2 separate regions of the Sus scrofa genome follow, and region 2 is linked to region 1. Evidence: chromatin contacts called from public Hi-C data. All regions are on one chromosome and are shown on one strand. Each heading gives the region's core, a stretch centred on a gene start, on an enhancer-like site or on the middle of the called end of the contact. The rest is flanking DNA. Distances are from core to core; before and after follow the strand shown. Region 1 holds the start of RNF215 (RING finger protein 215). Region 2 holds the start of MTFP1 (mitochondrial fission process protein 1).

The links. Hi-C and Micro-C count contacts between places; a contact is called where the count stands out from the background.
Region 2: a contact with region 1 is called in a Hi-C map of liver, with 1.6 times the contacts expected there. The contact joins the promoter of MTFP1 here to the promoter of RNF215 in region 1. A contact is called at or near these places in 1 of 5 promoter capture datasets (liver), 24 of 47 Hi-C or Micro-C datasets (alveolar macrophages, blood, brain and 10 more) and 2 of 2 datasets of contacts at active chromatin or transcription factors (alveolar macrophages and skeletal muscle).

What each region holds. Positions count from the first base shown.
Region 1 is chr14:47,355,825-47,358,524 of Sscrofa11.1, forward strand. It overlaps RNF215 (RING finger protein 215), which reads right to left and starts at 1,367. Exons shown (of 10, transcript XM_005670838.3): 1 at 977-1,367; 2 at 636-720; 3 at 578-633; 4 at 54-125. The coding sequence starts at 1,261.
Region 2 is chr14:47,391,198-47,393,897 of Sscrofa11.1, forward strand. MTFP1 (mitochondrial fission process protein 1) reads left to right here and starts at 1,381. Exons shown (of 5, transcript XM_001929262.7): 1 at 1,381-1,645; 2 at 2,409-2,536. The coding sequence starts at 1,579. It also overlaps a transcript of SEC14L2 not described here.

The DNA.
Region 1 (2,700 bases), core at 117-2,616:
TCCTGGTTGCCCATCCCCCAGCCTGCATGCCCACTAGGCTTGATCCGGTTTACCTCTCGGACCACGTTGTGGTTCAAGATGAGGAGGAGCAGGGCAGAGGCTCCCAGGAAGAGCGCCCTCCGCATCTGCAGGACAGAGGCAAAGGCTCACACACACACATATACTTGCCCACACATGCGTCTCACTACCTATGGCCACGGTTGTTCTTATCTCTGGAGAGAACATTTCCTCTGGATAGACTATAAGCTCCTTGAGGTCAAAGGCCGAAACCCTTATGCCTCCTGCCTTCCCCTCAGATGTTCTATGGGACCCAAACAATACAGGGCCTTCCTTGGTCCAAGCAGGGCCCACCCCAGCAGGCACTCCCTGACTAAGCTTCCTGACTCTCTGGCCTCCTCCCACCTCCCTGCTGCCAACCACACTGACCCAGATTCTACAAACTAGGGTCCCTGGCCCTACCCAGGCCCAGGGCTTCTCTGAAGGCTCCTTACCGGCCCACCACTAACCAGGTGGTCTGGCTCTAGTAGTTGCCTTGAAAACCCTCCTCTAGCCCCCTTTTCACATACACCCTCTGCACCTGCTGAACCAGAGCCTTGGGATAGGCCTGTGGGCCGCTGCCCTGACTTTCCTGGTCAATCTGGCCGCCTGCTCCTTGCCCACGTATGCCACCGCAATCCAGCCTTCTCTGGGCACTTCCTGCTCAGCATCCACAACGTCCATCTGTGGGGTGAGGGACCGTGGATAGAGGGAGAGGGGGAGGAAGGGGGATCAGGCACACAGAGGATGCAAGGCCAGGGTTTGGGGACGAATTTGGAGGGGAAGACATCTGATCTCAGATTTTGGAAACCTGAACGCTGGGGGCCTTGGCAGCCTGAGGAAGAGGCGCTGGGCTGCCAGGGCTTGGTCCAGGACGAAGGCTGGATCTGGGCACAAGGTCTAAAGCGGGCCGGAGGCCATAGGGCTCAGCGGCGCTCACCAGCATCAGGCGGCCGCCCATCAGGGGCGCCGCGTCTGCTTCGGGGCCGATCCGGACGCCCTCCAGCACCAGAGCGTCTTGCCGCGGCAGCTTCACGTCCACCCGTACCGCGCGGGCCCCGCCCCGTCCCGCCCCGGCCGTGGGCTTGCTGCCGTCCGCCGCGGCCCCGGGCCCCGCCAGGCCCAGCCAGAGTGGCAGCAGGGGCAGCAGCAACAGCAGGGGCGACGGCGCCGGCGGAGGAGGAGGTGGCAGCGACCTCAGCGCGGGGCGAGCGGCGGGGCCCATGGCCGGACCCGGCGAGCAGGCCGCACAGAGATCCCGGGGTCCCGAACGCTGCGGGGTTGGGGAGCGAAGCCTCAGCCGGACGGGGCGGGGCGCTGGGAGGGGAGGGGGCGGGGCCGTGGCCGGACGGGGCGGGGCTCCGGGAGGCGGCGTGGGCTCTAGGCGGCTCTCCTGCCCAGACCGGGCTGCGCGCGCCCCCTGGTGGCCGCGGAGAACACCGGCGGCGGAGGTCTGGGACGCTGGATCTGGGCGGTGCGAGGTCACCATACTCAAGTCAGACAGTAGGTGATTTGAACTTGTTGCGTTTTGTCTGGAGGAATGTCTAGAGGTCTGGACGCTGGCCCTTTCTCTATAGCGGCCCGACGCTCAGGGTTGGCCTAGGCCTCCCTTTCTCCACCGGACAGAACTCTGGAGGCGGGCAGGGAGGGCGTGGAGCTGGGGAGGAAATTGAGGTAAGGGTCCCAGAGGGGCAGAAAGTGGGACCAGGCCTAACTCAGCTCCGTAGTGTTGTCCATTATATCCCCTTACTTGCGGCCCTGGGGAGGAAAAAAAAAAAAGAATACCTAAAGAAATGGAATGATGCTCGGGTTAATGGATTGCTAGACTTAATACTGTTAAGATGGCAATACTACCTAAAGTCATCTACATATTCAAAGCAATCCCCAATAAAATTAATTTTTTTTTTTTTTTTTTTTTTGCCTTTTAGGGCCACACCCACGACATATAGAGATTCCCAGGCTAAGGTTCAAATCAGAGCTGTAGCTGCTGGCTTACACCATAGCCACAGCAACACAGGATCTGAACCACTTCTGTGACCTACACAGCAGTCACTGGCAGCACTGGATCCTTAACCCACTGAGCCAGGCTGGGGATTGAACCTGCATCCTCATGGATGCTAGTCAGATTCATTAACTGCTCAGCCACGATGGGAACTCCTAAAATTAAAATTGTAATGACTTTTTCTTTGGCTACACCCATGGCATGTGGAAGTGGCCAGAGATCGAACCTGAGCCATAGCAGGCCCAAGCCCGCTGTGCCACAAGAGAACTCCTCTAATGACAAACCCATCCTATGCAAAGGGCCCTGACTAGCCCATATTGGAAAAAGAATAAAGTTAAGACTCATTCTTACCAATTTGTAAACATACTACAAAGGTACAGTGATCAAAAAACAGCGTAGTAAAGATAGACATGTAAACAAATGGAATAGAATTGGGAGTCTAGAAATAGACCCAGACATCTATAGCCAATTGATTTTCTTTTTTTTTTTTTTTTTTTTTCAGGGCCACACCTTTGGCATATGGAGGTTTCCAGGCTAGGGGTCAAATTGGAGCTGCAGCCGCTGGCCTATGCCACAGCCACAGCCACACCAAATCCAAGCCACATCTGTGACCTACACCGCAGTTCACGGCAACACCGGATCCTTAACCCACGGAGCGAGGC
Region 2 (2,700 bases), core at 131-2,630, 35 kb after region 1:
GAAGGGGCAAGGCTGGCGCTGACAGGATGGCCCGAGGCCGCGCGGGAGCCCCAGTCAGACTCTTCAGGACATCCTGACCTTGGTTTACAACGCTCTGTTAGGAAAATTAACCCAATGAATAAAGCAATGTTCAGTGCACGGGGAGTAGCAGTCAGTGACCTCCGCCTCGCTCTTCGCGGTCCCTCAGTCAAACCTCCACTTTAGGAGCCCAGCGTTTACCCGCTACTAAGCGGGGCGCATGTGCAAAAACAGCCCGCTGCTTAAGCGCTTTCTCACGGCGCCGGGATGGCCAGCTTGCCTCCTGATTGGCCCAGGCCGCATCTTCCGCCATTTTTGCTGAGGGCACTAAGTGTACTCCTGACTTCCTTTACCGTCAGAGCGGAGGCTCCGCCCCACTCGGGCTTCTCAGGGCAAGCTAACAAGTGCGGGTTTGGCGAGTCCTTGCAGCGCTTGCGGCAGGCCCGGAGTGGGAGGTTGGCTGAGAAGCAACGGTCACGTGGTGTTAGGGACCGTCTCCCAATTCCGCGCGTGCACTGCCAGTATTTCCGGGGCTAGGGATCAGCTTGGGCTCCGAAACAAGCTTCCTGCCAGATCACCAATGAACTGGCTGCCTTATAAGATCCCACCAAAATAGAGACGCCTGAAAACAGGGCCCACAATAGGGAGTCTAGGATATTTATTTGATGATGAGCGCCTCCTGGATACACTGCATCAGCCCTGTGCTTACTGTTTTGGGTTATTGCAAAGACTCAAGGAAACTACAGCCAGAGCGCTTAGTGTACGCTCAGTATGTATTAGCTACTCATTTTTTTACAGACGTGGCTGACAGTTAATAGGCGGCACAACTGGAATTTGAACCCAGGACTGCCTGTCTTTAAAAGCTGTGTCTTTGTTTGCTGATACCCCAAAGGATTCAGAGTTTCACTCGGGTTCTCAACATACACTCCCTCAGTCTCATTTACTGAGCTTACCTTAAGAGCATGGGAACTAGAGCCTCACAGCCTGGAATCAAATGTCGGCTTCACTACTCAGCAGTCGTAGGACCCGGGAAAGTGACCAATTATTTCTATCTCTATTCCTCATCTGTAAAAGGAGGGTGGGGTTTATGCCTGGCTGAGGGGAGGGTTTAAAGAAGTAAGCCATCTGGAGTCTTTAGCCAACAGTCTGGCTGGCACTAAACTCGATAAATGATGAGTGTAATTCATCCTCGAAACTGCCCCAGGAGTAAACCCATCCTGTTTCCTATCTAACAAATAAAGTGACGTGCAGAGAAGTACAGACTCTTGCTCGAGGTCACACAGCTATGAAGCGTAGCATCCGGTATTTGAACCTGCGTCTCTTTGGCTCCAACACTACAGTCAGTGCTGAGAGAGGATCGCGCAACCGTTCAACCCCAGAGAAAACGTGATGAAAATTAATCTGTAAAACCCAAGCTTGGGAGGGGGGCGCCAGTGCGCGAGGGAATTTGCAGACGCTCCCTGCTGGTGGGGACCGCACGACCTGTCCTTCAGTCTGGGACCTTAAGCCGGTCCCGCAGCCGCAGACAGGAGCGCTAGTGGAAGCCGAGGCGGAAGCGTCATGTCTGAGCCGCCCCCGCGGGGGGCCGAGCGCGACCTTTTCCGGGACACGTGGGTGCGGTACTTGGGTGAGCACGGGGCAAGGGGCACGGCGACCCCCACACCACGTGGCTGGGAAGCAGGGGTTCCCAGACGCCGGTCAGGGACATGGCGAACGTGGGAGGGCTGTAGTTCTCATTCAGCCGGGGCAGAGACTGGGCTCAGAGAGGGTTCTGGACTGGCTCAAGATCACACAGCTTGGCCTGTCCAGCCCGGCCCTCACGGTCTCTGCTGGTCTGTCTCCCAGGTGGAAGCTGCAGCCCAAGTAGGTGGATGGGGATGAGTGGGCTGCCCCCTGTGGAATGACTGGACACTGGCTGTAGTCAGGGCACTTGAACTCTCATCTTGGATCAGTCGCTCTGACTAAGCTTGTTTCTTCCTCAGCAAAAAGGGATGAGCACAAGGTCTCTCTCATTGGGTGGTAGTTGTGAGGGTACAATGAGATAAGGTACAGAAAGGCCTGGCACTTAGCGAGTTCCCCGTCAGAGGGGCTGCCTTTAGTCTCTCTCACTGCCTGTCCCCCCAGCCAGCTCACATGCTTCTAGAACCCAGACTATTAAGGCAAGTAGGCTGTGAGAATGGAGACAGTACTCAGCTCTCCCATAAGGAAAGAGTCCAGGTGAGCATCATGGGTGTCATTTTACAGGTGGGGAAACACTCACAGGAGTAAAGTCACTTTGTCTAAGGTCATCCAGCTACTGCTTAGCAGGCTGAGATAAGAACCATCTCCCTCTAGTGCCCTCTTGTGGAACAACCCAACCGCTCAGGAATTAAATATTCCTCCACCACCAGGCTATGCCAATGAGGTAGGGGAGGCCTTCCGCTCCTTGGTGCCAACAGCTGTTGTGTGGCTGAGCTATGGTGTGTCCAGCTCCTATGTGCTGGCTGATGCCATTGACAAAGGCAAGAAGGCAAGAGATGTAAGTGTTAACCTGCCCCTCAACCCCCACCCCAGTCCACTCCCCTTGTGGTCAGTCTACAGCCTTGCATATGGTTAAGTCCCTTGTGGCACAGTCGAGTCCCCACAGCCTGGCCTGGTGCATTCCACACCACAGTCCTGCTTGCAGGATAGGCACCCCACCCC